3 separate regions of the Mus musculus genome follow, and all the other regions are linked to region 1. A link is a contact called in public HiChIP or PLAC-seq and promoter capture Hi-C data. All regions are on one chromosome and are shown on one strand. Each heading gives the region's core, a stretch centred on a gene start, on an enhancer-like site or on the middle of the called end of the contact. The rest is flanking DNA. Distances are from core to core; before and after follow the strand shown. Region 1 holds the start of Zfp354a (zinc finger protein 354A). Region 2 holds the start of Maml1 (mastermind like transcriptional coactivator 1). Region 3 has its middle 27 kb from the start of Rufy1.

Region 1 (4,070 bases), core at 746-3,245:
TATTGACAGATGATGCGCGTAAGCGATTTTCTCTACAGAGTGGGGATGTGGCTCAGGGGTGGAATGCTTGTCTAGCCTGCTAGAGGCTCAGGTTCATTCTCCAGTACCACCACCAAATTAATTAAAATAAAATGTTTTGCATGTATTTATTGTGCATATATGAATGTATGTGGCACAGTGTATGTGTGAGGTCAGTCTCTCTTTTCACTATGTGAGTTCCTAGAATTGAATTCAGGTTACCAGGCTTGGCAGGGAGCGATTCACCACTGAGTCTTCTTCCGGGTCCTCATAAATAAAAAATTCTAAAACAATTATCTGTTGGCTCTTCCTGTAATGTCTCTGTCCTGATTGCTATGGATTGTCAATTTCATTAGATTGAGGGGTACCCAAAAGCTTGCTAAAGCCCATATCTGGTTGCGTTGATAAGCCGTATCCACGGAGGAGTCCATCATAAGGGCTGTTACATACACAATGACTTAACCCATTGATGGACTCAGTCTTTCAACCAGTTTTGGGGTGTTATGGAGCTGTAGGGGGTGTGGCCTGGCTAGAGAAGATGGGTTTCTAGGGATGTCCTTGAAGGGTCTATTTTGGCCCCACCCCTTCCTGTTAGCTGCTCTTTGCTTCCTGGCTGCCTTCAGCTCCACGGCTTTCATCTTCCTTGTCCTTCTGTGACATTCTGCTGCCTTGCTCTGAGCCGACAGTCAATGGAGTCAGTCAGGCGAGGACTTTAACCTGCCAACCACGGCCCCAAACTGGCCCTTTATTTTAGACCCTTAAGTTATTCTTCTCAAGTGAGTGTCACAGCCACAAAACTACAACTGCTACAATTCTGCCTCTCCTGAGTTGTTGCCTCAACCCCGTGCTTCATTCTTGTCTGCCCAGGCTGCCCTTGCTTTGCCCTACCCTTCTTTTGTTGTTTGTCTTTTCTTCTTTTTTGTTTTTTGTTTTGTTGTTTTTTTGTTTTGTTTTTGGTCTTATTACAGGTATCTTCTAGATCCCTATCTAATTATGTTCGTGGCTTGTTGTCTGGTTCTTGCCTTTTACAAAAAATAAAGTACTTCAGGATAATGACATTTGTTTTATTCAGTTTTTCAAATGGCTCATAATAGGGCTTGGTGCGTGACCGTTAGAACACAGACTGTACAGCGTACTCTGAAAAGTCAGACCACACACTCCTGTAGTCTCTCCCTCTTTGGACTGAGAGTTGATACAAGCAATGTGCTGTGACATTGACAAGGCTCACAGAGCTAAGTTATCTCTCTCTTCCTCTCTCAGCTGCCACCCTAGCTCCAACAGACACCCCAGACAACCTTGAGTTATAACTTAGCTTGCATCTACTGCCTTCCTACCTTTTCTTTTGACTCCTGGCACACAAGTTGGGCCATGTGTCAACACAAACTTCCCCAAACTTGTAAGAATACAGAATTCCTGTCCTTGGGAGCTGAAGGATATTTGATAAGCTTTGCCCGTCAGATCTCCATCGTGGCTGCCTTCAGCCTGATTCTAATAACTTCCCCCCTCCCCGCTGTTGTTATTTGTGGGAAAAGAAGAATTTTAAGGACATTTATTACTTGTGTGTATGAGTGAGTGTGTATGAGCATGGAATGCATCCGCTGCCCGGAGATGCCAGAAGGGGGTATTGGAACCCAGGCACTGCAGTTACAGGCCATTGTGAGCAACTGATATGGGTAGTGGGGATTGAACCTAGGTCCTCAACAAGAGCAGCAAGGACTCTTAAACCGCTGAGCACCTCTCCAGCCCTACTAATACCTTATAAAAAAAAAAAAAAAAAAAAAAAAAAAAAAGCTCTTCTAAAGGGTACTTCGTGCCAGCTTCCTTTCCACTAACCTGCAACATCTTTTATTATTTACCTAACAAGCAGGTGTTTGATTCCCGGTGTCCACTCTGACCTTCCAAGTAATCTGTGCATCAGACAAACCGAGGAACTTCAAATCCCAGAATCCCTGTGTCTCGAAGTGGACTACATTTCCCAGAGGGCTCCGCGGCCACCACCCTCTGGACCCCAAGATCTGACCCCCCCGTGAGCCTTCGCGGGTCTTAGGGCGTCTGTGGCGCGGCTCGAGGCTAGGGGCCAAGGTCCCCGTGCAGAGTCCTTACCCGCGGCGGCTCAGAGCATATGTGAGGCGCGGCGGGAGCCGGAGGAGGGAAGGTGAGTGAAGGCTCGATATGTTCGGACGTCAGACAGGGGCTGGGCTGGGTTTGGCTCGGCGGCCTCCTGCGCGTCCCCCTCCCCAGAACGCGCGCTCCCAGTGGCCTTGGCTCTGGACTGCAAGTGACCTGCTCCCCACCGCCCGGGCAGTGACCACGCAGGCTGTGTTTTCCGTGCAGCTCTCTTGTCCTGGGCTACTATTGGTCCCCTTTCTGGAGTTTTCCCCTGGTATTCTGGAAATCGATCTCTGACAGCAGCAGTGCAGTCGGGTGGGCAACGTGTTATAAGGAAGAACACCGTCCCTGCCCGTGGTCAATCTGAGGGGGCAAAACCGGAGGCGCCCCCACTGTGGCCGCATTCAGACTTCAATTTCCTTCCCAAAGGGGCTGGAAAGTGCCTGCTGAGATGTGGTGAACAGTCTAAGGGTGTTCACATGGGAGCTCAGTGAGTCCCCTCGGTTATGGAGTACAGTGTCGCCTGAATCTTGCTTCTGGACATCCACGGACAAGAAGACTGGTGACTTGTCGATTCTCTGATGCCCACCCCCAGCTCCTGGTTCCCTCTCTTGAGGCAGAAGAGCCAGGCTCAGATGATGGGACACTTTCGGAGATGCTGCTTCTGACAGGTGCCGAGCAACAGGTACTACTCCTTTCTTCTTTCCACCCTCAGATCCTCCCTCATCTTCACCCATCTTTGGAAGAAGAACCTTCAGAAAGAAGATGGCTCCTGAGCAATGGGAAGCGACATCTCAGGTAAGCACCTTGCCGGTTCATTTCGTAGCAGAAGGAGCGGATTTTGTTTGGTTTTCCTTCTGACAGTTATCCACGCAGTTCAGCCTTCACCGGGTTTCATCGCCCATGCCCTCCTTGGAGCAGTTGGTCCTCCCTCCGTGGGTGGTGGATTCTGTGGGGAGCACACCCCATGTTCACAGTTCCAGTCTTATGTATCTCTTGATAGACAGGCTATTGTTGCCTGGTGCCAGTCTGGTGTATGCCTACAAATTCCACAAGTAACTTGCCAGGTACCTGGGACAGAATACACATACGTACTTGAGAAAATTCCTTTTTTTTCTGGTCCTGCCTCCCGCACTTGTCTGTTTCATTCTCTGCCCTTACCAAAATTGGTTTTCTATTTTTTTCTTCTTTCTTCTTGACAATCCTTATGTTGTTCACCAAGCCTTCTCCAGTCTGTGGTGGTTGGTTGGTTGGTTGGTTGTTGTTGTTGTTTTTCCCACTTTATGGTTTTATCTTTTGCTTGTACAATTTCCATGAAAGTTTTTTTCTTATCGTGTATGTATGTATGATGTGGTGTGCATACATGTGTATATGCGTATTCTCATGTACTTGGTCACGTGTTTGGATGGCTGTATCTCTGTGTGAGGATATACATCTGCACATGTGTGTCAAAGCCTGAGGCTATAGGGTGGCTTCTCCCATGGAGTTGTCTGTCCCTCACAGGTGTCGTTGACATTTGAAGACGTGGCCGTGCTCTTTACCCGGGATGAGTGGAAGAAGCTGGTTCCCTCTCAGAGAAGCCTGTACCGTGAGGTGATGCTGGAGAACTACAGCAACCTGGCCTCGCTGGGTAAGAGAGTGCCCTGTGGGCAGAGACTCACAAGCGAGACCTCGTGCCTTCTCTTCCAAATGGAGATTTCATTGTGAAATCTTAGCAGAGTTTTGCCTTCAGGCCTTACAAATATGACCTTATAAGTAAGCATTGACACACACTTTGCACAGCAGGCCTGGAACTGCCCATGTGCAGTGGAGCGGGCGTGGCAGTGAGGGCACCGCTTCCCTTGGTATGAAGCAAAGGTTCATAGTCTGGGCATCTTCCCAACCAGCAGTCATTCCATGCTTGCTTGGTTCATCTCTCAGCAGAGAGCTTTGTTCCATCTCTG
Region 2 (4,070 bases), core at 672-3,171, 770 kb before region 1:
GTTTAGTTTGAGAAATTTGTTCACATCACATCCACTGTCATTTCTTCTTTCCTCCTTCCTACCTCTGGGCAGGAATCAACCACACCTAACCTCATACTCATTTGATTGCTTCAAGAAACCTTGTAAGGCGCACAACATACCCTCGATTTACAGGCGGGAAAGTGAGGATGAGAAGACTCGAGCAGCTGGGTCAGAACCGGTGTGTTCTGCCGTGTGGTCTCGCAGCGGGGATAGTGTGGGAAGGAAGGAAAGCAATAGCCCTGTGGGGCACATGAAAAGACAGGCTAGCTCCGGCTGGCTCCGAAAGCCAACCGAAGATTAAACCTAATTCCCTCCAGCAACAGAAGGGTTTCTAACATTTCAAGAGGAAGGGTATTAAGTGACTGAAAGACTAACCACCAGTTAGGGAAGAGTTTTAACAACGGCCCAAGTGAGAGACAATGAAGACATAAATTAGAATTACCAAACAACTTAAGTGTTGTAAAATTTTACTTTTAAACTACCAAGAATTTTGTAACACCCATTCCCCTCCCCCGCCCCTCCACACAGGTTTCCGGTTTATAAATCAGTTTCAGGGAGGCAAAACTTCTAACCAATAAATCTCGGGATTAGCTACTAAAAACCAAAGGGCACAGCTGACCAACAAGTAACGTCATTTCCCCCGTTCAACAACTATTAATATTATCAGAGGTTTTTAACAGGCTTAGTAGGTTAATTTTGGAACTGTCAATAATATAGCAGGAATCAGGCGTTCACAAATTCCAAAGTTCCCTTTTGCGGGGGTTGGGGGAAAACGAATGCCTTTTAAGCAACTCCGTTTACCGAAGCTTCCAAAGACTTTTCAATTTTCCATTCCGAAACCGCGGGATACTGTCAACTGAAGGGAGACTTATTTCCATATTAAAGCCCTAACTAACCTCCACGAAGCAAAGATCCAATCAACATCTGCAGACTAAGCGAGGCCAGGCCTACGGTGCAAGAACGCCCTACATCCTAGGCAACTCCAACGCGGGTCTGCTCCAAGACGAAGTTCTCATCAATTGGAAATTAAGTTTAGGAGAAAAGCCTACCAGCAACTAACCTCCTGCTTTTCCAGCCCCGATTTCACTCAAGTCCTCAAGGGGACGTTTTCCCAAAGTACACCGCAGTGCCACTTCTGGAAGATGACAAGCGCCCTGCCATGTTAGCCACCTCCCAGGACCCAGACTAAGAAATGGGGGCGCTCGGGAAAGTTTCCCCAAGGCCCGATCCGCGCCGGAAGAGGCGTTTTCGGGAGTGAGTATTGCTGTGGCAGGCGCCAGCCTTACTCACCGCGACCGGGCGGCCGTGCTCCGGGCCGTCCGCTGCGTCCAGGCGCGCGGCCGCCGGGGCCGAGGCGGGGGCCGGAGCGGCAACCGGGGCCGTGGCGGCGGCCGGCGGCTGCCGGTGCTTGCCGGCGCGCTTGGCCTTGGCCTGGATGCAGCGCTGGTGCAGGGCAAAGGTGTGCTGGCGCTCGAGCTCCAGGCGCTCGGGAGACACAGCCTCGTAGCGGGCCTCACAGGTGCTGTGGTGGCGCCGGCACAGTTCGATGCGCCGGCGGAGGCGCTCCATGACCGCGCTGTGCCGCGGCAGCGCGAACTCCGCCATGGGGCAGGTGGGTAGCACCATGGGCCGCGGGCGGCACTGGCCGGGCCCGGGCCTCCCGGCGCCGGCTGCCACTTCGGGTTCCTCCGCTTCTGACGGCCCGGATCCGCCTCACGCCCGCGCCATGTCCGGCCGGGCTGTGGAGCGGGCTCGGGCGCGGCGGCGGGTCTTCCTCCGGCCCCGCTCGGCCCGATTCCAGGCCGGGGAACACCGCCCGCCTCAGGCTTCGGCCTGTCCGCTATACCCCTGCCCCATTGTTTTCCGCGCCGCTGCCGCCGCCATCTTAAAATTGTTTTCGGGGCTTTCGGAAGAGGGCGGGGCCTGGGCCGGCGAACTCTGCGTCACTGCTGATGGACCGAAGCTCTAGCCAATCAAAGGAAACCCGCTGCCCGAGGGCGTGGGGGACAAGCACGTCAGGAATTTTCGGGTATTTAAACTGAACACTCTGGCGAGGAGGGAAGCCCGAGGCGGGCTCAGTGCGGGAGAGTGAACTGTGACTGACGGGAACCTATCCAAGAAGAGCCACGTTTTCTGAACACCGCCCCCTGAAAGCAGTCCCTTCCGGGTTCGTGAGGAACGCGGGTTAAGTCTGAGTGAGGTGGAAGCCTTAAGACCCAGATGTCCAAAGCTGTCTATCTTTTTAGTCCACCCACACTATTTCGAGGTCAGCCATTTCCGACCTCATTCTTTACATACAGCCACGTAATTGATCAGAATTGTTTTGAGCTTGAGCGACCTAGTAGAGATAGTTATCACTGACTGGTACTGTGAGCAATAGCTCATTACTTGGAGGGGTGAGGGTGGGAAAGAGCCTCAATACTGGGGACTGGAGTTATTTAGATCTACAGGGGCATACACTTAAAAACCGACTGATATATAAAATTGAGTCACTCAAAATCCAATCCAAAGCACTGGGTTCCAGTGATGCCACTAGCAAGCAAGTGAGCGAAGGTAAAAAGCCAGGAAAGGACCAAAAAATGTTCTGGATGGTTACTGACACCCAAACTGCCATAGGAGATGCTGGGAGGCTTTGCAATAGAAGACCTCACGAGCCACTCAAACATGTCACCCTTTAACCTCTTACTAGAGTTCATTAAAGTTTTATTTTTAAAATCACAAAGAAAAAAAGCTAACAGCCAAGTGTTTTTATACACATGGAGTTAAAATAAGAAAAAGGAATTCTAAGTTTTTGGTGGCGGGAGTGGCAAAGATAAGTGAGCACTGCTTCTTCCCAGTGCCAAGCATTACAATCAGCACTCAAGTGAAACCAGCAGCTTTTGTATGCAGTGATGAAGGACTGAACCCAGGACCTCATGAGTACGCTGCAGCTGTCTTCACATACACACTAGAAGAGGGCATCGGATCCCATTACTGATGATTATGAGCCACCATGTGGTTGCTGGGAATTCAGGACCTCTGGCAGAGCAGTGGGGTACTTAGCTGCTGAGCCAACTCTCCAGCCCACCATTAAACTGTAGTGTCAGGTACCCCAGATTGCCCTCAAATATATTGTCTGAGGCTGGCCTGCCTCTGCTTCTGATCACACCATTACGCCCAGTTAGAAGTGCAAGGTTATCTTCAAAACTCTATAGTGTATGGATTCAGGACGCAACCTAAAACACAAAATATCCTGGGCATGACTTCCAATATCCTCAAATATGAAGCCTGAGAAACTTTTTTTCTAATAAAAGCTGTTAAAAGATATATATATATATCCTAAAGAATAGTATCTAGGAGGACAGGGTGTAGCTCAGTGGTAGAGCACTGGTTCAAATGCCAGCAATGAAAAAGTTTTTGGGCTGAGGTCCATTTTACACAATGGTAATGACTAAACCATCACTTAAATACAAAACTAAATTAAGGTCTCCTATGAGAAAAGACTAAATTAACCATTATTCAAACAGTAAAAACATTCAGTGTTATGATACAGATATTTAACACGGGCTTTAATATAATGTCATTTAGCAGTGTGACAATCTGAAAAGTGGACAATAGAAGAGTACTACTGGCATGGACATTTTACAACAAGGAGTCCAGCATAGAAAATCAGAATATAAGGGCCTTTATCTATCTTAATTCAGTGCCAGGAATCAGACCCACGGAACCTTGCACACGCTTAGCAGTTCTACCTACTCAGCTACAATACCTGCCCTCTACGCTTTTTTTAAGAGCTGAAGACTGCTGATCATTTACTAACGAGTCAGGTATTTAAGGAGGCTGGAGCTTCAATGGAACCTTGAGGGAGGAAGAGGGACCCAAAAAGGCAATGACCACCACCAGTGACATAAATAAACCTGTCATTGTACAGCCTGGGTGAATATAAAGTAGGCACAAAACAATGTCAATGTAGAATGATGAAACAGATAAACCGATTTCTAGAAAAGCAATCATCCCCATGTTTGCTTCAAGGAGAAACCTGCAGACATGTATTCATTTCTTGCTAGTAA
Region 3 (4,070 bases), core at 395-2,894, 600 kb before region 1:
ACCAATGTATGCTGGAGCTCACTAGCTGACTGGCAGATCTGAATACCTCACTATTGTGGATGGTTACACTATGGTTAGCAAGTAGTGGGGGTTTCAAATGTCTGCCATTCCAGCAAATGGCCCAGAGAATAAACTTGCGTATCTGCCATTTGTCTGTGTGGATTTGTCTTTATAGATTTGATTTCAGTAGTGGGACTGCTGCATCTCAGGGCGTTTGCATCCCTTATCTTGCAGACTTTGCTGGCTGTCCCTCTGTTGGGGTTTATATCATCCCATCTTCTCCCATCAATGACTGAGAGTCTCTTTGGCAAGAATATTTCTAATTCTTCCTTGTTTTCTAGCTATCAAGTCCTACGCCCTCACACCTTTCCCTTGCGACATGGGGTTTGCTTCAGGGTATTATCAAAGCTTCTATTTACGCAAGTCACACTGAGATGTCCTGTTAGACTTGATTTATGGTATTTTGAATGAGGAAGCTTTATTTAATGTTGTTTTTTGAGACAGGATCTCATGTTGCTGAGGCTGGCCTCCAACTCACTATATGGCAGAAGCTGGCCTCTAGCTCCTACTCCTTCTGTCTCTGTCTCCCGAGTGTCTGGCTGGAATGAAGAATCTTGAAGGGAGCCCAGACTGTTTAAAGAATGATGGACAGGCAAGCCGGTGGGGATTCAGGTTCAAGCTGTTGGTGATTGGGAGGGTTCAGGATCAGGGACAGATTGTGAAGAACTTGGGCTGTCATTCACCGAGTGTATTTCGTGTCTGAGTGTGCACGCAGATGTGCTGTGAGAAAAGGTCTCACTATGCAGCCTCCGACTATCCCAGAACCATGAAGACCAGGTTTCACTTGTTCTCATATACAAGTGAGTTTCCGGGTGCTGGGATTTGAGGTGCTGCTGTGCTTTGTCTCCCACCGCCTGGGTCCCCATTGAGGAGGAAGAGGAGGAGGAGGAGGAGGAGGAGGAGGAGGAGGAGCAAGAGGAGGAGCAGGAGCAAGAGGAGGAAGAGGAGGAGGGAGATAGTTACCAGGAGGATTTCATTCCTGGAACCTGTGCAGGGCATGGAAGAGAGGACCGATATTCTAACTTTTAATTCTTAACTTCCTGCTGGGTGCTGTGGAGAGATCGCTATTTGGCCTATTTAGCAATCGTGTTTTCCATGAAGGGGCGGGGTGTGTGGTGGGGGTGAAACTTCGCAATTCAGTTTCCAGGCTGGAAAGGTTGGGAGGCCACTTTCCCACTTTGTCCCTTCGGAGCAGTCCTTATCATTGTTATTCAAATGCGTCGTAACTGAGACAGATTACAGGGCTGCTGGTGCCTCAGAGCCTCCCAAGCAAGAGATCTGACTTTCCACTTTCCAAGGGGAGGAAGTCATTAGTGGGGCTGTCTTGTCCAAGACGCCAGGAGGAGGAGGAGGTGTCAGCCTGGAGCAGAGAAGGCTTAGCTAGTTTAGTTTTTTGTTTTGTCTTTTCTACCCACCCTGTGGCCTTGCCAAACCCGGTTGTCTGGCTTCTGGAGGGTGTGAGCGGCAGGAGATGCTATGTGCGGTTTCCATGGCAGTAGGCCGCTGGGGACATGTGGGGATGCACAGCCAGGTGGCTGGCGCAGGCTCACCTGCTCGGCTCCTGGCAGCCGCGGTAACGAGGAGGCCTAGGCTCCCCTTTCCGCTTTTCTTTAGTTCCTGGAGCTCTGGTTACTGTCTTTATGAGTCTGAGCTCTGTGTGAGAGAACTTTAAAAAGTTCCATGTGACTTTATCTGGGGAGCGGACCGAATGGCAGCGATTCAGAAGGCAAGGATGGAAAAGTACCAGAGGCAAGGCTGGCGTAAAAGGCAGAGGTGCCTACAAAAAGGAGGCGTTCCACAGTCAGGCTCCCCAGCACAGAGAGGCTCGCCCCCACCCCGCGTCCCCAGGGTTCTCTTCGCAGTGCCCTTGACACTAGCAGGCGCAATTCAAGGGCTGGCCATCAGCGTTTGAGTCAATGTTTGATCTCTTTATTTAAGGAACTCACGAAGATGTTGACGACTCCCTGAAGTCCAACAATATCAGTTTAATCACTGCCCAATATTTTTTTTTTTTTTTTTTTTTTTTTTTTTTTTAGTGAGGACTCTTTTTATTCAAGGATCACTAGGAATTCGGGGGGTGGGGTGGTGGTGGTGGTGGTGGCGAGGGAGTTCAGATTTCAAACAGATAAAGATGTAAAAGTTAGGTCCAAGTCTACAGTGTGCTTTTCTAGCAAGTTCTTGCTGTTTGCAGGCAGCAAGCAGGCTTGTGTCTGCTCTTTGTAATCCGGTGGTACCGGAACATCTTGTATGGGCCTGGGCCCTCAGGGTCGGTTCTGGCAGACAGCAGGCTTTCTCTATCTACAGTGGTAATGCTTGGGAAAAAAATCCCATGACCAAGATTGATGGAAAGGCTTGGGGTCAGGGACTTGGACTGTGGATCAGAAAATGAAGATGCACGGCGTGGACCCCGACCAACACGGCCGCGAAGGCAGGGGTGGATGGGACATCTAGAATGTGGGGCCAGAACAGAACTGCCCGAAATCTTGAAGAAGTAGTCCCAAAGCCATGTTTTTCTTGGACACAGAAAGAATCAACAGAGTAGAACATGTTTTAGTCTCAAAGTGTACGACCACACACTGTTAGATCCCAGCCCCTCTTGCTGTCCTAGACTCTCCCAGAAATCAGGCCACACCTCCTTGCAGTTTCTTAACTATGATGCTCCAGCTTCTGACCAGAAGCCTCTCCCTCTTTCTCTCTTCAAGGCTACCTCCTGTTGCCTCTGGTATGTTGCTATATTTCTTAATGCTCTTCCATCCAACTGCCGATCAGCACCCTGACTCTGGCTCATTCTAAAGGGTAATTTCATATCCTTTCCATGACACCAATAAGCTGGCTGAAGGTTCTTTTTGTTTTACCTAGATAGAAGTTGGTAGGCAAGAAACTCTATAAAAGCTGGTTTGGGGATAAAGGGTGTATAGCTCATTTGGTAGGGGGCTTTCCTACCGCATGGGTCCTAAGTTTAATCCCAGGGTCTCATAAATCCACAGGGATGGTGCATACTTATAACCCAATACTTGGGAAGGAAAAGCAGGAGGATCAGAAGTTCAAGGTTATCTTCAGTTTGAGGCCAAAACAAAGGAAGGAACAAACAAAGCTAGCCTCTAGCAGCTTTCTTGTTCTTTAGTGTTTGAAGCGAAGTACAGTGGTGGGAAGGCAAAAGCAGTTGACAAGTAGCCCTTCTACAGTCTTCCTGCAGGGCTTGATATCTAAACCTTGGTCCTTGACAGCCACCAGTATCTCATCTCTTAGCCTGGGACCAATCAGGCCCTTGCTCCTTAGTATTAGTGACAGTGGCCTTTCCACCACAGAAGTGGCTCCCTGGCCAAGGTGGACATGATTCACCCAGGCTCGTGACTGAAGAAGTCTGGTACAAGCTGCTTGACAGCATTTTGACTGAGTTGTGTTTTCACGGGCCACACAGTCAGTGCAGTCTCATTATGGTTGCCTCAGGGTATCTGGTTTGTTCCAGATGGTCAGGCTGGCATGGGGTAGTTGTTTGACCCATGGTACTTTTCTCTAGGCAGCTCAGCAGCAAGGGAGAGTCCCACAGCTGCTAATTAGAGTTGGATTGCCTAATCCCAAACATATTTGTCTGTTTATAGGAAAACCAGTATCAGAAAGAACACTTATAATAAAGTTGAAGAACTTACCAATGCCAACAGTGATTTCGACAGATTTTAAATAATATGTGACATCCACCTAAGGTCATGGAGAGGTGCATCTCCCTCAGTTGTTCTGCTATGGGTTACAGGGAACCAACAACCAGGGAAGGGGTAGTGAAACCCTGGTCCTGGGGTTAGAGGTTGCAATAGGAGGGTCAGGATCTGAGAGGGTGAGGATGGGGGGGGGGGCCGCAGACTGCTCACAGGAGAGATTCCAAACAGGGAAGATGGAGAGAGAGAAGGTATTTTTCTGAGAGCTGCTTTGGCTGTTGGATGGATGGGGGTGGGCAAGGCTGTCTTGGAGACAAGGAATTCAGAGAGATGGCAACAGGGGAAGCTGGAGAGAGA

Evidence for each region. Promoter capture Hi-C pulls out the DNA fragments that hold promoters and counts their contacts. HiChIP or PLAC-seq counts read pairs in DNA pulled down with a chosen protein or histone mark.
Region 2: a promoter capture Hi-C map of the 3T3-L1 cell line shows a contact between it and region 1, with 7 times the contacts expected there. The contact joins the promoter of Maml1 here to the promoter of Zfp354a in region 1. A contact is called at or near these places in 2 of 39 promoter capture datasets (the 3T3-L1 cell line and cranial neural crest).
Region 3: a contact with region 1 is called in an H3K4me3 HiChIP or PLAC-seq map of stem cell-derived neural progenitor cells, with 3 times the contacts expected there. The contact joins the enhancer-like site here to the promoter of Zfp354a in region 1. A contact is called at or near these places in 3 of 39 promoter capture datasets (the 3T3-L1 cell line, embryonic stem cells and hippocampal neurons), 3 of 484 Hi-C or Micro-C datasets (the N1E-115 cell line, cardiomyocytes and cortical neurons), 2 of 115 datasets of contacts at active chromatin or transcription factors (astrocytes and stem cell-derived neural progenitor cells) and 1 of 9 other capture datasets (embryonic stem cells).

Annotation. Positions count from the first base shown.
Region 1 is chr11:51,057,230-51,061,299 of GRCm38.p6, forward strand. Zfp354a (zinc finger protein 354A) reads left to right here and starts at 1,996. Exons shown (of 5, transcript NM_009329.4): 1 at 1,996-2,173; 2 at 2,843-2,925; 3 at 3,631-3,757. The coding sequence starts at 2,893.
Region 2 is chr11:50,290,415-50,294,484 of GRCm38.p6, forward strand. It overlaps Maml1 (mastermind like transcriptional coactivator 1), which reads right to left and starts at 1,922. Exons shown (of 5, transcript NM_175334.3): 1 at 1,312-1,922. The coding sequence starts at 1,647. Canx (calnexin) reads right to left here. Exons shown (of 15, transcript NM_007597.3): 15 at 3,543-4,070.
Region 3 is chr11:50,455,982-50,460,051 of GRCm38.p6, forward strand. No RefSeq gene overlaps it. Among named protein-coding and RNA genes, the nearest start is that of Rufy1, 27 kb to the left of the region's middle. Within about 2 kb of position 1,645, at least 60 of the 459 cell types and tissues checked have an H3K27ac peak or open chromatin away from gene starts, as enhancers often do. A contact at or near this core is called in cortical neurons, embryonic stem cells and stem cell-derived neural progenitor cells, where this site is marked.